2 separate regions of the Zea mays genome follow, and region 1 is linked to region 2. Evidence: chromatin contacts called from public Hi-C data. All regions are on one chromosome and are shown on one strand. Each heading gives the region's core, a stretch centred on a gene start, on an enhancer-like site or on the middle of the called end of the contact. The rest is flanking DNA. Distances are from core to core; before and after follow the strand shown.

Region 1 (3,804 bases), core at 962-3,461, 190 kb after region 2:
CCTCGTTTTCCCTTCTGATCGCGCTCTCCTTGGTCTCCGCTTGGGTTTCTGAGCAGATCTCCGATGTGGAGCCGTTCTCGCGGGCGGTACAGGTCCCGAAAACGGAGGTTGCACTGCCTTCAGCAGGGCCATTGGCACAAGAAAACTTTACGAACCTCTTGTTTACTTTACCATCTCTGTTGTCTTCTTCAATCTCACTGATATGAATGTTCTTGATGCCGTTACGTGAATGGTCTTCCTCTGGAACAACTTCCACAGGCCCTGGCTCTTGTGATACCGACCTCACGGCTGCATCAAATGACAAGACATGCTTGTCATGAACAGGGCTCCTTGACAGTTTGGATGGCACCTTCGGCGACGCCTTCTTCCTGCCAGAAAACCAGGACGCTGGCAACGGAGAGCCCAATTTCCCCTTGCTTGATTGCTCTGAATGGTCGGAACCAGGTGGGCTCTGTCCCAGATCAACCCAGAAGGAGTTCTCCGATGACTCATCCTCACTGAACACGGGGCTCTTCATCACCTCTCCAACAGAAACACTCTCGCTCTCTTCATATATTGTGCTGGCACCATCTCTGTCTGAACTGTCCTGGTCCATCTCGCTCTCGATAACCTCCCTCACCTGCGCCGATGAATATGCGCCTGAGAATGCAGGCAATTGGGATGCATGGTGACTGTTCGAGGCTGACCCCTCCTCGATTGGAATGATGTTATCATCCTCCAGCCCGTCGAGGACACCATCAAACCCATCAACTGAATCACTGAGATACTGTGGGAAGACCGGCACAATCCGCACTAGCCCTGCCCCCGTCCCGCCGCTTGGGCTCTGCAAGCAAGCCATTACCGACTTCTTGATCAGCAAGCATCCAAAGCCCGTTGGGTCAGCCCCAAACACCCTGTAAAATGAAGTTATGATGAAGTCTGGCCGGAACAGAGACAGCCCCAGCGAGTCCATGTCCTTAGGCCCCAGAGCCCCAGCATCAAGCAGGACATGCCAGTGGTTCTGCTGAGCCAATGCCATCCACTGGTACGAGTACTTTGCCCCCGTCACCCTCGACTGCACAGGGAACACGAAGAGGCCAGTGGCGGAGTCCTTGCGCCGCCGCTTCTTGGTGGAGATCAGCTTCCGGAGCTCCGTGGTGCAGATCTTGAGCGTGGGCCACTTGAACCAGGCGGAGTATGCCTTGGCTCCCTTGTCACGCGCGACCTGCGTCATCCAGTTCACGGACTGGGACTCGTGGTCGAACATGGTGAGCAGGCGCTTGTTGGTGCCGAAGGGGTAGCACTCGGCGAGGAGCCGGAAGGCCGAGCCGCGGCTGACCGTGAAGACGAGACAGTACTCGGACTCGGGGATGTTGAGGTAATCCATGATGCGGTTCTTGATGTCGTGCTCCGCGGTGCCCTTCTCGGCGGCGCCGTAGAGCGCATGGTTGCTGAGGTTGGCGGTGATCTCCGAGAGCGTGAACGCCGCTGACGAGTCCGCAGGGTTGCAGCTTTGGAGGTAGGAGAAGAGGCCAAAGCCGCAGTAGTCGAGGCATACCTTGTCCAGGTGCGGGTACTCGTCGGCGCGGAGGCGGTCCACGTCCGACGCGGACGCGTAGTTGGGGTACATGACGAGGAACTTGGCGAGCGCCTCCTCCAGCACAGGGAGCGCGTCCGGCGACTGGAACGCGCGCTCCGCGGCCAACGCCGTCGCGCGCAGGAAGTCCCTCTGCGCGTGGAGCCGCGCCAGCGACCGCGACCGCCCCACGGACCCCTCCTCCGCACCGCCGTCCCCTCCATCGAGGAGCGCCACGTCGCGGGACTTGGCGAGGGACCCGTCCTCGGACGCCTCCTCCAGCGCCTCCCGCAGCTTGCTCTCCTGCAGCCGTCGCCCGCCGCCGGACCCCGCGCCCGCTCCCGCCGGCGGCGTCCGCGGCGGACGGTTCTTCTTGTCCAGGAGCAGCGCGGCGCAGTGGGACAGCGGCTTCCACAGTTTCAGATGCATGGCCGCCCGCCCGCCTGCCCGCGCAGAAATCCGGGACCTTTCCTACAACATCCGATTCCCCACCGCCGCCGATGGCCCCCTCGCGAATTCTCGGGATCAAATCAGCCCGCGATCGAATTCGACGCGGACAAGGGTCTCTCCTAGGGCTTCGAGGGATCGACGGAGACGGACGATCGGGCTGGGTGCCCTCACCGCTGCGGAATCTGGATCAAGGAACAGAGCAGAGAGAGAAGGGGACAGGCGGAGGAGTGAAAGGAAGAGGAAGCAAGGGCCGAAGGGGAGAGAGAGAGGACAGACGAGGAGGAGGAGGAGGAAGCGGAAGGGAGTTATTGGAGCACACCAACTCGTCTGCACGGAATTAAAAGCAGGGGGTCCCAATCCAAGCATTTAATGGCGACTCCACAAAATTGTTTGGCTGTATTTTGGATTTTGCTTCATCGGTAGATAGATTTCGATCTCATCTACGGAAAAAAAAACTAATGTACAGATATCCCAGATTTGCCTTTCGCTCGAAAATGCAATCTGTACTGAATCAAACAATCTTTGGAGATAAATGAGCTGTGGCAGATTTGCATTGCTGGTGAACTCATTAATTACTGCTTGCACTAGAGTCCTTAAGAAACCTCCTTGTCCGGTGGCGGTGAGCCGGTGACAACTTTTAAATTAAAATAAATCTCGCCTTCTGGAAATTTATAATTAACTAAATCTATAAGACCAACTACCGTATAAAATATTATTTTACATTATTTATAAAGTGAAATTTAAAATAAATAAAGAGTGAGATAGAGAGTCTACTGAAGATAGTTCAAGACGTTATATTTATTTCACCGGATATATTGAATATATCTTTATAACAAATAGATTTTCAAGGTACAAATGTAGATATTATTATTTTTATAAAGTGTGGCTTATTTTAAATTTAGCGTTAATTATTTTTAGTACGGAGAGTGCCTCATTTTGTCTTACATGACATTTTTCTACTATTTTTCAAGCAGAAAACATAGTCATTTGATTTTTTTTCTATTCTTCTCACTATACGTGTTTACACCTTGGGGTTGAACATTGTGTTACGCTGAAAGTTTTGGTTTGTCGGAGAAGATGGGAGTGGAAACGGGATGGGTCATGTGCATTGACTTTGTCCCGAGGAAAGTAAAGATATTCTCCTTGGGGCCGGGATTCCAGCTTCTGATCTGAAATGACTGGTTTTTCATGTACGTTCAATTGGCCATGGCTCAGAAAAGTCCAACCTCAGCACACACAAAAAAAGAGCTTCTTCAACGCTGCATCAAAATGGGACCCGACCTGATTCTTGTCGCAATTTAGGAACTCCCAAGTCCTAATCCTACATGTTTTGTTTTTCCAAACCTAATGATGCCCAGCCAACTACTGCTTTTCTTTTCTCCCCCACGGTACCGTACCGCGCGCTATGGATGATATGCCAACGAAACTGAATAATAATGCACAGAGAGGGCATTGCAGCCCACAAATTAACACATGATCGCCAGCTCGCCATGCCCAACTAATCTCAGAATCGCTAGTCCTGCTCCCAGCTTTCAAGAGATGTGGAAGACAGGTTTGCCCGAACGATGAAGCGAGCTGGTGTTTCTCATCCTGGAGTCACTTTCCTGACAGTTGGCCGGCGTCCATGTCGTCCAGGGATCATCAGTGCTTAACTGACGGCTAGCACTGCGATAGATATAAACAAGTCGTAGCAGAAACGCCCTGCAGCACACGTACATTGGCAGCCCAGCAAGTACGCGAGAGGGAGGGCTGAAGCTAGCTACCATCGCGTAGCAGTCCCAAGTGGAGTAGCTTGTGGG
Region 2 (3,929 bases), core at 454-2,953:
AATGAAAACTGGACGTTTATGCAGCTCACTAAAATCACACACCAAATTAGATGGATGCTGAATTTGCAATGGTTGGTGGTGGTACGTGTAGTAAATTTTAGTGAGGCAATAAAAAAAAAAAGTTATCGCGTTTGTATTCAAAAAAAAAGTTAGCAGTTGCCTTGCCACCAATCAGTATGATCATATGATGTGCTAGCCAAAGCATTTCCGTTCGGAATATAAGCTTCAGCATTTTTCTAGTGTTGGGGTGGGGTATCCAAGCAGTTCGGTGGCAACAGCCTCATGTTCTAATGATGCCCTGCTGCATATGATGCCATTGCATAGTGATCACATTCATCAGAAATAAGTTTTTTTTTTCCGAAACAGCGAGAGATTTCATTTTTTTTAGCCTGAACACGAGCACTGATTAGAAGCTGAGTTCCAAACTGTGACTCACTGGGCACACCGTACGGAGATCCCGTGTATAGTATTTACACTTGCATCTAAAACCTAAACGTTCGTAATACCGCAACAACACTCATCCTATTGCCTCCTAAACCAACGGCGCCAAAAACACTACTCACATTTCTCACTCCCGAGCTCTGCGTCTACAACGCTTCCTGCTCCATCGATCTCCGGCGCGCGCGAGCTCGGCCTCGACCACACCGTCCGACCGAGCGCCAGCGAGCGACCCGTCACCACCGGAGACACATGGCAGGCTCCATCTACTACTCGCTCTCCGGGATAGCGGTCAGGTCGGGGGAGAACCTGGACGCCCTCCCGCTCCCGCCCCGGTACGCCACCCTCCGTTTCCGATGCGCCACCACCGCAGCCGCGGGCTTCGACGCGACCGGGTCCGCCGCCGCGAACTCCTCCTCGGGGACCGGGAACACGAGCTGCGCCGCCGCGCCGCGCCGGCGGCGGCGGCAGGGCGACGATGGCTGGGCGAGCGCCGCGGCCCTGGCGAGCGCCGAGCTGGCCCGGACCGCGAGCGCGGCGACCTCGGCGCGGGCGAGGCGGCGGCGCTGCATCTCGGCGGGGAGCACGAAGTAGATCTGCCCCGCCTGGAGCTCGGACCCCGGCGCGACCGCCGCGACTGCGACGGGGCCCTCGAACGCCATCCCGTCGGCGTCGCAGAGGAGCCACGACGAGCCCTCGCCCGCCGCTTGCAGCGCCTCCGCGGCGGTGGCCGGTGGCGCGTACTCCCGGAGCTCTCCGCTGGGGAGCACCACCCGCGCCGCCGTCGCGGCGCCCTCGTCCGCCGCGTCGCACGACACGCAGATGCCCATTGTGCAGTGCAGCGCGGCAGTAGGGTGTGATCTTCTGTACGCTGCTGCTGCTTCGATTCGGTCCGGTCTGGCTTGCGTGCGGGTGCGGAGCGCTGTCCTTGAGCTGTATCGCGTCTTCTATGCTGGAAATGGAGATGGCGATGGCCGATGGAGGAGGAGGACCCGAAGAGGGCGGCTATATATAGCGGGAGGATGAAGAAGGAAAGGAAGTGTCATGTAGCCTCGCGTGGAGGCAAGACAGGCTGGAAGGTTTGCAACGAGCGAGGCCACAGCGATTCGCGTAGACTGATGGGCGGGGTTTGTCTTTGCATTGGCTATGAGAGGGTCATACAGAGCGCCGCACGGCCAAATCCTGAGCTGTGAAGAACTACTAAACACGACAGAGCATCGAATCCTTTGAAAAAAGATGCATTTATCTTCTAAACATTAAACACGTACATTTTTCCGAGCCATTTGGCAGCCACTTCGAAGATTGATCGTTAGATCATGTTAGAGCAACTTGCCTCTGTGTGCTGTAGCTGCTCGTGTTGCCAACCATGCAGCGGCTAAACAAAGCTGCAACAGCCATCCAACTAGCACTAACAGCATGTACAAAATCTACCAGCCGCAACCAATGGACCGGGCTGGACAGGCAGACAGCCAACCAAAACAACTACAGAAAACCAGAAGCGAGCAGACCCCAACATGCACAACCACTCTTCCCGGCACCTATATTAATCTAGCTAGGCTCATTTCCTATTCATCCTCGACTGCAAACACAACCTAGACGCCACCGTGAGAGAGAGAGAGAGAGAGAGAGAGAGAGAGAGAGAGAGAGAGAGAGAGAGAGAGAGAGAGAGAGAGAGAGAGAGAGAGAGAGAGAGAGAGAGAGAACTTTCAATTTAGAACAGAAAGAGCACATGCATGCCAAACTCGTCCGAAGTATAATGTACTAAACCATATCGGCTTTATTCCACTTGTTACAAAGAAAGCTGGGAAATATTCTCTAAAATTATATACTGATATGTACATGTATCCCTGCTCCCTAAAGCACCCTCTATTGATATTGTACAAAAGGAGTACTTAATTCCAACGACAATACAGTTTCCTGAAAAAAGATCATAGCATCATGGCTTTAAAAAGTACTGTACGTGTCTCGTGAACATCTCTGGAAACTCTCTATCCTCTCGATCGATTCTTCCGGTTTATGTTGCAACGAAACCGAGTTCACGTCACAGAGAGTGCGCTGCGTCTGCGTATGCTTTCTTGCTCGCTGGTTCCGCGCGCGGTCCGTCATAGAAAGGGTCCAGTTCTGGATTTTAGACAAGTCAATTTTCATTAGTTTGGCCAGGCTTTTTTTCAAAAGTATTATCAATATTTACTCGATATTATAGACACGTTTCTATTTTTACATTTATTTCCATCAAACTTAATTAAGATTAAGAAAACGAGAACAGTGACTATTTTTTTTTTGTTTCTCTCACAGAAGGAACACATCGTCTTGCTTCTACGTCACCGTGCCTTTCCGCCGGTTCTGCAGGTAGGCCAAAAAAAAGGCTATGGCGCACAGGTGCTAGGTCGCCCGTAGAGGTAGCGTGCAAGGCCGAGCGACGCGGCGGAGGTGGGAGCGCCGGAGTGGCGCCATGGCAGCTCCTCCTCAACGAACCCTGGGACGCGTGGTGCGTCCGGCGATGGAAGCTGGCCGCCGGACTTCACGTGGTGTCACGTACGATACGATCGCTGGCGCATTTTTCAAAAAAAAAAAAAAACTCGACCTAGCGTGCGTGGCCGTATAGGCCGTGTTGGTAGGTGTATGTGCGTAGATGCGCGCGCGGCTTCGCGTTTCTGTTCAAGACGGGTTTGGCTGACGAATGACGATGAAGGCTCGCTACAATTTACCGGATGTCCGGATGGCAACTCCACCATGCTTTGTGTCGGATCTAATTTTTAGCATCTAGGAAATTATTCCATGTCATACTGACCCGAAAAAAGTTAGCCTGACTTTGAGCTCTATTCAGTCCACCGTCTTTTGTGGCGGACCTAATTTTTATTATCTAAAATTATTCCGTACCATAGTAACCCGAAAAAAAAAAGAAAGTTAGCCCGACTTTCAACTCTAGTCGTCGTGTGTCTGACTCTCGCATGAAGTGAACTGTGGCAGAATGGACCCCAACTCACAAAACCACGGCCAAATAAAAAGAGCCATGCCGTCACGCGCGGCGAGGAGGCCGGCCGGCGACCGATCCGATCCAGCTAGTAGGTACGTACGTGTGTGCCCGCGTGGCGCCGTGCATGCGCGAGACGAGCTGCTCCGCTCAACGACAGCTAGGTAGCCCCCCACCACTAGTCTAGCTGGCTGGATCGCGGCCGGCCGGCCGGCACGCACGCACGTTGGATTTGGATCACGGGCGGGGCGCGGAGGCAGGCAAAGGCAATGGCGCAAGGCAGCGCGCTGCACGCAGCGTCACATGGGCGGGTGTGCGCGCTGTCCGGGCAGTGGGGAGCCACCCCCCGCTGCACACGACGGGGCAAATGATTCCCCGGCCCCGGCAACCCCAGGTTGCTTCGGCGACCAAACCGGATCGGGCTCGGGCGCCCCTGCCCTCTGCACTGGCTTGCCTTGCCTTCCTGGAACGTTCGTTCGTTGGTTCGCCCGCCCAGGCCGGCCGGCGGAGGAGGCCC

Evidence for each region. Hi-C and Micro-C count contacts between places; a contact is called where the count stands out from the background.
Region 1: a Hi-C map of ear shows a contact between it and region 2, with 2.2 times the contacts expected there. The contact joins the promoter of LOC100501764 here to the promoter of LOC100275173 in region 2. A contact is called at or near these places in 2 of 25 Hi-C or Micro-C datasets (ear and endosperm).

What each region holds. Positions count from the first base shown.
Region 1 is chr5:6,347,234-6,351,037 of Zm-B73-REFERENCE-NAM-5.0, forward strand. It overlaps LOC100501764, which reads right to left and starts at 2,212. Exons shown (of 1, transcript NM_001196426.2): 1 at 1-2,212. The coding sequence starts at 1,984.
Region 2 is chr5:6,162,370-6,166,298 of Zm-B73-REFERENCE-NAM-5.0, forward strand. It overlaps LOC100275173, which reads right to left and starts at 1,704. Exons shown (of 1, transcript NM_001149325.1): 1 at 333-1,704. The coding sequence starts at 1,268. The coding sequence ends at 708.